3 separate regions of the Mus musculus genome follow, and all the other regions are linked to region 2. A link is a contact called in public HiChIP or PLAC-seq and promoter capture Hi-C data. All regions are on one chromosome and are shown on one strand. The core of a region is the stretch at or near the end of the contact, and the rest is flanking DNA. Distances in the headings are between cores, read along the strand shown.

Region 1 (3,522 bases), core at 408-2,907, 350 kb after region 2:
TTCAGACACACCAGAAGAGGGCAGGGCGCCAGATCTCATCACAGTTGGTTGTGAGCCACCATGTGGTTGCTGGGATTTGAACTTCAGAAGAGCAGTCAGTGCTTTTAGCTGCTGAGCCATCTCTCCAGCCCCCGAGTAAAATGTTTTTAAAGTTCATCCATGTCATATCAGCTTATCAGTATCTCATTTCTTCTCATGGTTGAATACGTTTTGATGTGTAGGTTATTTTGTTAAGCCAGCTCTATGGGTTATTTTCAGTCTGGCTGTTGTGAATAGTAGTACTGTGAGCACCCATGTGTAAGTTTTGTGTTGCCATATGTTTGTTTCTCTTAGGGAAGGATGCAGCTTCATAGGATAATTTTATGTTATTTTGTGAACAAAAATTCCTGGATAGAAGCTGACAACAAAGGCTGACTGACTCATTAGAACTTTAATGATGTGGAAATGATGGAATGTTGCCAAGCCAAATTATCTTGGGCTATCTTTAACACACTTAATAACCATTTATTACCTTCCTCTCCGTGTGACCTAATATCTTTGTGACCGTTAGGTAAATCTTTTGGAATGTACAGACAGACCCCTGCAGATAACATCTGAAGTCCATAGTTTGATTTCCCAGCTTTTCTAATATTTCTACCAATGTATTCAGAAAGGGTCTTGATTTATGATTTTCTTGTGTTACTATAAAACTTTATTAAACTGTTACATTATTGGAACATGGCATTTGGTAAACTATTTCTGGGTATAATCACTCACATTTGGCTTCAGAACAAACCATGTTTTTTGTTCCTTTGAGGTAAAAGCCCCCATTTTTCTGTCTCCTTCCTTCTCTGTCTCTTCTTCCTTCTTTAGAAACTTCATCCCTGTTTACCAATGTGGCTGCATCATTTTACATTTCCAACAATGTCTGAGGATCCAGTTTTTCACATTCCTGTTATACTTGCTACTGTTTCCCAGTCTGCTTAGAGATACTGTGCCTGTCGAGGCACATCCTAAACACGCAGCCAGAGCTTACAGCAGTAAAGCTGTCGTTTGTGCTTGTGCGGTCTTCTGCCCAGGCAGATATGGGTGCTTCGGGCCTTCCCTTGTCTTCCTTAAGCTTGGCCACTGCAATTTTAGGAACATTCTGGAGGTTCCCTCTGTGGATGTTTTTTCCTTACACTTTCCCTTTTATGTTTTTGGTTAACTTGTTTGTTCCAACTGCTTCAAGCAGCTGGAATGTTAAACAGTTGCAGCTGGTTGTATTTGAGATGCTCTTTGGGAAACTCTGAGCACAGGGCAAGCTCAGGATCAGCTCAAACACGGGAAGGCTTGAGCTTCTGAAGGACCTGTCAGTTAGCTGAAATGATTGCAGTTCTCCGAAATAGAGCTTTGATAGTGTACCAGCACATTTCTCACCTCTCAGGGGCTGCCTGGCATCTGGCTTCAGTCTGTGAGGGTTGTTTCTTCTCAGAATCACTATGAAACTGGGGAGAGGCAGAGAGGGATCTCTATTCCTGTGATAAAACTGTAAAAGCAACTCGGAGAGGATAGGGTTTATTTCTGTGTACAGCCCAGATCCCAGTCCATTGTCAAAGGAAGGCAGCACAAGAACACAGGCAGGGCAGGCCGCTGGGGAACCCAAGCATGGCTCTGAAGCGATGCTGCTTAGTGGCCCTCTCCTCCTGCCTTGTTTAGTTTGCTTTCATATACAACCTAGATCTGCCTGCTTGCTCAGGGTGCACTCCAACCCCCCTGGCCTTTCACATCAATCATTAATCAAGAAAATGGCCTACCAAATTGCCTGCAGGTGTTTTCTCAATTGAGTTTCTTCTTCCTAGATAATTCTAACTAGTGTCAGGTTGATACAAATCTACTAAGACCTTAAGTAAAACCACTAGGAAGCTAGCTGCCCTACCTGCATTCAGCCACTCTCCCATAGCTGGTTATGTATTTTCTTCTCCTTTGGAGCTCTTATAATTGTAAAAGGATGAGTCAGTTTTGCAGTCTGAAAATTATTATTCATTTATAAGCTGGGTGGGGTGGCCCATGCCTGGACATGAATCACAGAGCAGCCTAGACTACACAACAAGACCCTGTCTCAAGCAGACAAATGTGGCAAACATGTCAATATTTCAGTGTTAGGTATAAAAAAGATACTGAGACAAACGGTCACTTATGTAGTTGCTTTGTCAGTCAGGCCAGACCCTGTCAGGAAATTGCTCGAATGGCCCCATTCATTCGTGAGGAAATAGTGCAATGCTTTAGACACACGTCACTTTTCTTCTGTCTAGCATCTTCAACCTTCTACTCCTTTGGTAATTTCTTTTTGCGCTAAACATGTATGTTTCGGGGCTGGAGAGATGATGGTGCAAAGGTTAAGAGCCCTTACTGATCCCCAGATGAGCAGTTCCTTGACCCAAGCTCTGTGACTCCAGCTCCGGGAGATCTGGAGCCCTTGTCTGGCTTTGGAGGGCACTTGAACATATGTGGCCGTGCACACACCCTCTCTCACTGTAAATAAGAAGAAAACGAAATGTTAAAGAAATATGTATGTTCAGATTCCAACTTCTTGGGACCAACTTTTACCTTCCTCATACACCAGGTGTTTTAGAATTACTCAGGCCATCTAGGTGATTGAGCCCGCCCTTCTGTGGGAGGGTTTCCTGACCATCTTCCACCATCGCATCTAGTGAGATGAGCTTCCATATGTTCTTCTACATTTGGATGAAACAGTTTGATACATAAAACCACAAACTCTGCTATTTATTCCCCAGAAGAGTCTGTTGTCAAAGACAGTCTGGAAGGGGACTGACTGGTCTGGCCACCCAGTCTCAAAACCTGTAAAAATAGCCAGACTTAAAATGGAAGGCAGGAAAGAGGAGATTTATTCAGTGTGGCTACTTGGAAAGAGGGGCAGAGATTCGGGCCCCTGCCCTCAATCTGTCTTCAGGATCCTGGAGAGAGATTAAAGTTTAAATAGCCGGCCAGGAATGTACACATCTGTGGTAACAATCAAGGTGTCTGCTCTTCCGCTCTCACCCTGGAAGGTGGTCTGACAAGCTGGTGGAGCTGTGTGAAATCTTTCCTGGAGACAAATCCTTTCTTTATCTAGCTCCTTCCCTTCTCCCAGCATGAGATTCCTGGAGAAATTCCCATTTCTTTGGAGTTCATTGTTTCAATAGTGTGAGTCAGATTGAGAGACATTAGTGTCCCTTTAGAATACCTTTATCTCTGCCAGTCTTGTGCAGCTGAAGAAGGCCTATCACTCCTTATCCCCCTGCCTCTGTCTCTCAAGAGTAGCAGTAGGCTTATAGGTGTGGGTAGTCGTTTATCCATTTCTAAAAATAACTATCATTGCTAGGCATGGTGGTATACACCTTTAATCCCAGCACTCCAGAGGTAGAGGCAGAGAACATCTCTGTGTTTGAGCCCAGTCTGGTTTACATAGTGAGTTCTAGGTCAGCCAGAGCTACAGAGAAACCCTGTCTTAATCTTCTCCTATCTACAGTCTCTCTCTCTCTCCCCCAAAAGTGATTTTTT
Region 2 (3,403 bases), core at 19-2,518:
TTTTCATTTGAGACACACTGCAAGTACTTGCTCAGCCACACAAACAGAAGGTGAAGCAACTGGCGTCACTGAGCAGAGGGCACAAACTGATAAGCTCTTGTGGTCAGTAGTTTAGGATATCTTAAAAGTTTATCAGTAAATGCAAGAAGCACCTGTATTTAATGTCAGCTCTAACAGTTATGAAAACACATATAACTAGTAGTAGTTCCATTTTACACACGCATAATTTCTGGCCCAGAGAAGTTTAGTAACTTACCCGAGATTACAAAGCTCCGTTTGTGGATGAACTGGGATTCAAAGGTCAGGCCTGTCAACCTCCTGTGTTGTAACCACTGTATTTTAGCTTCATACCTAGAGGAAGCCAGTGAGATTTAGAGAGGGGATCATGTGAGAACTTTTGGTGGGGGAGCAGTGGGATGACTAAGTTGGAGGAAGAACATGTGTGTGGCAGTGGAAAGTTTCTGAGGAAGGAGAAACCTAAGGGTCGTCTGCCAAAGTGGGCAGCAAATACAGGGTCAGGGTGGGCTGGAGGTGTGGGCCCACCACTGGAATAAACAACAGGGGCCACGCTGTGGGAGGAAGGACCTGACCTTGAGGATAGAAGGACCCTCCTGCGGGAACTACGGGAAATGGGGAGCCCACAGGTGGGGGAGCTGGAGGGAAAGGGGCAGGGGTGCGGCCGAGAGTTGGCATCCAGACAGGCACTGGGTTTAAGAACCCCGTGTGCCCTGGGCGGAGTGGCCAGAATAAGGCAACTGAGGGGAGGCCAGCGGCTGGGACTCGGGGCAGGGTGCACAGGGCCAGATGGGTGGTCGCCCAGGACGACCCTGCGGGTGGTTTCGGTGGCGACACTCGCAGGAAGTCTGATCGCGAAAACCGAGGGCGACCGTGGACGGGAGACTGCTCTCAAAGATGGCTCACCCGGTGGAGTGGGCGGCGTCCCCGCTGTCCCCGGGCCCTGCCGCGTCCCGGGGCTGCCCGGCTTCCCTGCTCGCGGGGCCTCGGGCCGCGTCGCGGCGGCTCCGCCATCTCCGAGCGAACGCTCCGCCGCAGTCGGGCTCAAGTACCGCTCCCACCAGGGGGAGGCGGCGCGCTGCGGCTCGTGGTGCCCGCTCAGGTCCGCGCGCTCCCCGAGCGTGGCCGCTGCGTGACCGGGACCTGGGATAAGCCGACGGCCCTCCGCAGTGCTCAGCCCAGCCGCAGCCTCCCAGCCCTCCGGCCTCGCGCTCAGCCCACCAGGGTGGACCCCGTCCTCCACGCCGGGTGGCACAGTCTGCGGAGCGTCGGGGCGGGCCCAGGGCCCAGGCCTGTCCACTCAGACCCGCGGAGGAGGGAGCCCGCGTACCAAGGGCGGGGCCACCTCCGCCTGGGGCGGGGCGAAGACTCGGCCCACCGCCTAAGAGGCTACTTCCTCCCTGCCACCCCCCAATACAGCAGCCCAGGCTGAGTTTATGAGAAGTTTTCTTCCTTGCTCCCCAAGGGAATGGGCAAAAAGATGTTCGTCTCCTAGTGAAGCCTTGTCACGCAGGCTGCTAAAATCTAAGCCCACGGCTACGAGCCTCCAACAGCAATAACACAATGGACTGTTTAAAGGTTATTTTATTAAATATCTTCAAGGTTTCATTGTAACAAAGCTATGAAGGGACTACCAACATTCAGAACAAACACTATTTTAAATTATTTCTATGTCATCATGCAAAAGTTCTGCATCAAATGCCTTCCATTTCCTGTTTAAAAGGTGGTTTGTTTTTTAAATAGTCTATTAATAGTCTATAGATGCTGACATTAGCCCCAGAAGTGGAGTAAGAACGCTAAGAAGTGGGGCTGGAGCAGCCACATGAAGCTATGGGTCTCAAAGAGCTCTAAGACCATTTGTTGTCTTCAAGCCAGCAAAACCAAACCCTGTGATGAAGGTATCTGTTGGCTGGCACTGCAGGCTGCAGGGCAGGAAGGGTCTAGGGTCCAGGGTCTGAGGCATGCACAAGTGCTTGAGGAGCCTGGCTAAATTCAAGCACCAGCACCCATGCGTTTGTTCTCTTCTCAGCTGGCTCCATACTCTGTAGTTCTCTTTTCCCAGCTCCTGTGCCTCCTGAAGGTCACCCAAGGAGCTGAAATCTACCCCCCCCCCCAATGCAGATAATGTGCAGTTGTTTGGTGGGAGGGAACCAAGACTATGACCAATTGCCTCTTCCATTATCTTCTCTGTTATCTGCCTAAGGTACAGACCTTTTCTTCCTGGAATGGACCTCCTTGAGCACAGAGAGGGACAATGAATGCAGGAGCCTTGGCTCTGGACCCCTTTGTGGGTACATGCAGGCGAGGGGGTGATGCCCATGCAGATTGTCCAGCAGAAAAGTCTATACTTCGGTTGGTCAATAAAGAGCCTCTTTAAAGAGGACACTTCTCACCCAAGCAGTCAGTTCGATCTCAAACCCAGGGAAAGAGTTGGGCGTGCAGCATGGGAAGAAGGGAGGCAGCCCAGAGGGCAGCCAGAATGCATAGAAACAACCACCAACTCTTACCCACTGCCTCACTCCTCCCATCCCACAGGGGCACTTGGCAGAGGGCCCAGGCCTAGATGAGGGTCAGCATGGGGACCACCACCATGAAAATACAAGACAAAGATGGTCCAGATCAGCACACAAACAACTGCCAAAAGTGGCAAAAGGAGCCCTGGCCAACGACTTCTGGATCTCTCCTTGTTATGTCAGGAAAACCAACAGGAAACAAAGTAGCAATCCCTCCCCCTTTCCACCAGCAGAAATCGGGCCTCAGTCTCAGGCCCACGTGCATTGTGCATCCTCTAGAAATGGATGAGTTAAGTGCATGTCAGACGAACTCGAGGTTTCTCATTGGCGGACACACTTCTGCAGCACCAATTCTCTTCCTGTCTACGCTAACTGGACCGGTACAGCAAAGTCCAGGCTTTCAGTCCTGAGGCCACGCCTCACAGCTGCCTCCACACACAGCAGGCTGGCAGTGCTGCATTCTCTCCAATGTAGGTCCAGCGGCCACGGTGTTTGCGTCTTTCTCATACTAGGTGTCAATGCATGGTCTGACGAAGTCCACTCCTAGAACTGGGGTGATCAGGCCACCTCTGGGGCTGCAACCACACCATGGCTTTGTCCATGACCAAAGCTCTGTCAAGAGTCCTTGCCTGGTCCCCCTGAATCCATGGGGGCCTGAGGCCAAGCTCACCTCTTCAATACTGGTGGGTGAGCCCACTGTTCATGCCTGGATGAGCATCACACAAACTCCTGTCTCCTTGCAAGCCAAGGGCTATCAGTTGTTTTAAAACGCATCATGGTATGAATTCCGTTTTTTTAAACAATCTTATTTTCTTTTTTTTTTTTTCTTAAATGTAAAAAACACCTCGGTACAGCAGAGACAGACACGAAGGGCG
Region 3 (3,423 bases), core at 819-3,318, 280 kb before region 2:
GATGCCCTCTTCTGACCTCCAAGGACACCAGAGATGTTATGTGGTGCACAGACATACATTCGCGCAAAACACCCATACATATGAAAAAGGAAGAAATAAAATTGTCATATTATCCATCATACACAGAGACATTTGTACCTCATGTCCATTGTATCACTATTCACAAGAACCAAGGTATGGAACCAGCCTGGAAGCTCACAAGACGAATGGAGAAAATATTATATAAGAACCATATACATTAGCCAGATAGTGGTGGCACACTCCTTTAATCCCAGCACGTGGGAGGCAGAGGCAGGAGGATTTCTGAGTTTGAGGCCAGCTTGGTCTACAGAGTGAGGTCCAGGACAATCAGGGCTATACAGAGAAACCCTGTCTTGAGAAGAAAAAAAAAAAGAAGAAGAAATACAAAAAAGAACCATATATATTATATATACAGTAAAGTGTAAAGAATAATGAACTTAGATTCAGAAAGACAAATCTGTGTATTTTCTCTCATATGAAGTATTTATATTTAAATATGTAATATATACATGACAAGAGATAGAAGTGGGTGTGTAGAAGGAGGGTACAAAGGGAGGAGGGATAAAGAAGGATAATGCAAGGGAAAAGAGACAAATACCACATCTTCCCTCCCCTAGGCAGCACCTAGGTTTAAACACACATTACAGGAAAGCAGATGTGGGACTGTTTGGGGTTGAGGGAGGGAAGGGAAGGGAAGAGAAAAGTCAGGCAAATGGGAGAAAGAATCTAAATTAAGTACAAGGACTGAGATATGTAGATCTGTCGTAGATTTGTTTTGTGTGTTTACTGAAAATAAATTTGAAATCTGAAGTAGAACATATCTCTGAGGACCTGTGCATCTGTGCATACTGTGTGCATCCATGTGGGACAGGTAATGCCTTCAGACTTCACAGTCACCATGCCATTTCCCAGTGACTCCCTCAGTCTTGCCCTTGCCTAAAAGCCTGACTTGTCACCCAAATGCTTCCAGGCCCTTTCAGGGCCTCAGTGGCACTGGCAATGTTCTTATCAAGTATGTATTAGGGATCTGTACCATATGAGCTAGCTCATCTGGGTTCCTTGTGCCAAACAAATACACCTTTGAGTCTAAGTGTTTTATTCTAATCCATTCCATTTCTGTCAAAATCATTTAAAACTGCATTAAGTTAGGGACAGGGACAGATGCTGAGGAGATATAAGCCCCCAAGTCTAGTGAGGAAGAGAGATATGTTGATAGACCAAGAGGTGTAAGCTTTGTGGCAGCCAGTCTGACAGATGACTGGGGAGTGGGGAGGGAACTAGCTTTCAATTATGCCTTGGCACACTCTAAAGCCTTCACATATGCCACACAGATAGAAAGAAGAGAGTGAGTTTCAGGCAAGTCTAGTCTGTGGTCTGGCTTAGGGTGCCTCCCTCCCTGCCCCAGCGTATGCATATAATCACTTTGGAACCCTCACATTCACTGTCTTATTCTCTTCTGATCATCTTTCTTAAAGCAGCTACCAAGGCTATTCATTCACTTTGAACATTTCATAGTCGATGAAGATTGTCTCCAACTCAGAAACAGTCGCCGTGGCTGTGAATTCAGCTCGTTCTCTGTCCGGGACATTGGTTTTGTTTACGAGGATGGCGCTGTGGTGGTTTACCTTGCAGTGCTAAGCAGATAAGAGCCTCACGCACGCGGTGCAGACACTTCACAGAACCAGATCCACAGTCCCAGCCGTGGAGACTGGCGACTTTCCTACTGAGTAACTGTGACCTTGCATGAATGCCCAACTATTGTTCTTGCCCTCAACAAGGCGTCCATTTCTAGTCACAGGCTCAGAGGCAGGACAGCTACCAATCGACTTGGGGATAGCATAGAGTAAGGAGATGGGACTGGATCCAGCTCTGGATGAAGCCGGATCTTGGGCACAGCTGGGCTGAGCGAGAACTTCAACCTGGTCTTAGCTGTAGGGAAAGAGCTCAGAATCCTAGAAAAAAAGATCTGGGGAGTGGGAGCAACAGCTTCACCTATAGCCCCTAAAAGGGAGTTACTGGCTTACCTGAGGCAGACGCTGGTTTTCTGTAACTATAGCAACCAGCTAGCTCTCGCGAGAACTTGTTTTTTCCCCACCTCAAAGAAGGAGGTTGCAAATTTGGCTTGTGCTCTGAAAACCACGCCCCTTGGGTGTTTCTCCTTTGCAAGTTTGGGTTAAAATGTAGCTTTCCACCTTTCAAATCTTTTTCCTTTACGATTAATTTCATTATCCACAAAAAATAGAATGATAAAATTAAAAGGAACTTTAAGGAAAGAAACCTTAGATGTCTCCAAAAAAAAAAAAAGTCTTTACTAAACAACTCCCATTTTAGCAGGGTGCCCTGGCCCTTGTCTCTAGTTCTAGCTACTTGGGAGTCCGAGGCAAAAAAGGATTGCTTAAGGATTGCTTGAGTGGGTGTTTGAGGCTATACTGGGCAATATAAAAATCGTCTGCCCTTGAAAAGTAAACTAGTAATTTAGATCTTTTCTCAAAATACCTGTACCTTAAATGCTGACTCTTGGATCTGTAGACGGTTCAGCAGTTAGGAGACCTTACACTCTTCCAGCGGGCCCAATCTCAACTCCCAGTACACAAGGGGCAACTCCAGCCCCAAGTGGTCCAGTGCCGCCTTCTGGTGTGAGTGTCAGTGCTTGCAAAGGGAAGAAACAAAAATAAATCTTAAAAAAAAAAAAAGTTGATTCTCAACTTGGTATGCATAGCAAGTTCCAGGCCAGATAGGGCCACATAGCCAAGTTCTTCCTGTGTTTGCAAAGCACACTCTACACCGCTAAGTTTGGCCCCCAGCAATGGCCATATCTAATAATATAATCAGAAGTATATGTACAAGGTCTAAGCAATTGCTATCAAAATCGTAACTGACAGGCTGGTGTGACAGGCCACAAGAGTGTGACGTGCTCTGGCAGAGGCCCAAGCCTGGTTCACAGCACCCACGCTGGGTGGCTCAGAAGTGACTCTAGTTCTAGGGGACCCCCAGGTCACCTGATGCCTCTAGTCTTCACGGCCACCTGCATCCATGTGCATATACCACACAAAGACACATATTCACACACATAATTCAAAACATAAGTCTTTAAAATAAACACTACTGACTTTGTCAGAAATTAAGAGGATTCACACTTCCCTATTTCATAATGTCCTATAGAAGGATTGGCCTATAAAGTATTAAGGAACAAGGACAGATAATACAGGCCAAAGGAAACGAATCAAGAGTGACAAGTACACACCTAACAATCCTGACCAACAGATTTGAACAAGATGGCCAAGACAACCCAAGGAGGTAAAGAGCACGCAGGTCGACCAAGTCCAGCTCGGTGAACCAATTCACTTATTCAGTCTTACTTGCAGGGACGCAGACAACTCAGGCGCTCGCTATGGAGCAGTG

What was found. Promoter capture Hi-C pulls out the DNA fragments that hold promoters and counts their contacts. HiChIP or PLAC-seq counts read pairs in DNA pulled down with a chosen protein or histone mark.
Region 1: a contact with region 2 is called in an H3K27ac HiChIP or PLAC-seq map of extraembryonic endoderm stem cells. The contact joins the enhancer-like site here to the promoter of Ndst2 in region 2. A contact is called at or near these places in 3 of 39 promoter capture datasets (cranial neural crest, erythroid cells and hematopoietic stem and progenitor cells), 1 of 484 Hi-C or Micro-C datasets (embryonic stem cells), 3 of 115 datasets of contacts at active chromatin or transcription factors (extraembryonic endoderm stem cells, pancreatic cancer cells and trophoblast stem cells) and 4 of 9 other capture datasets (adipose tissue, liver, macrophages and 1 more).
Region 3: a promoter capture Hi-C map of embryonic stem cells shows a contact between it and region 2. The contact joins the promoter of Cfap70 here to the promoter of Ndst2 in region 2. A contact is called at or near these places in 3 of 39 promoter capture datasets (the C10 cell line, embryonic stem cells and liver), 1 of 484 Hi-C or Micro-C datasets (embryonic stem cells) and 3 of 9 other capture datasets (adipose tissue, liver and pancreatic islet).

What each region holds. Positions count from the first base shown.
Region 1 is chr14:21,085,849-21,089,370 of GRCm38.p6, forward strand. All of the region lies in intron 1 of Adk (adenosine kinase), which reads left to right. Among named protein-coding and RNA genes, the nearest start is that of Adk, 35 kb to the left of the region's middle. Within about 2 kb of position 1,658, at least 124 of the 459 cell types and tissues checked have an H3K27ac peak or open chromatin away from gene starts, as enhancers often do. A contact at or near this core is called in adipose tissue, embryonic stem cells, extraembryonic endoderm stem cells and 4 more, where this site is marked.
Region 2 is chr14:20,733,294-20,736,696 of GRCm38.p6, forward strand. It overlaps Ndst2 (N-deacetylase/N-sulfotransferase (heparan glucosaminyl) 2), which reads right to left and starts at 1,269. Exons shown (of 15, transcript NM_010811.2): 1 at 922-1,269; 2 at 257-351. It overlaps Camk2g (calcium/calmodulin-dependent protein kinase II gamma), which reads right to left. Exons shown (of 21, transcript NM_001360186.1): 21 at 1,580-3,403.
Region 3 is chr14:20,450,157-20,453,579 of GRCm38.p6, forward strand. It overlaps Cfap70 (cilia and flagella associated protein 70), which reads right to left and starts at 2,069. Exons shown (of 29, transcript NM_029698.1): 1 at 2,046-2,069.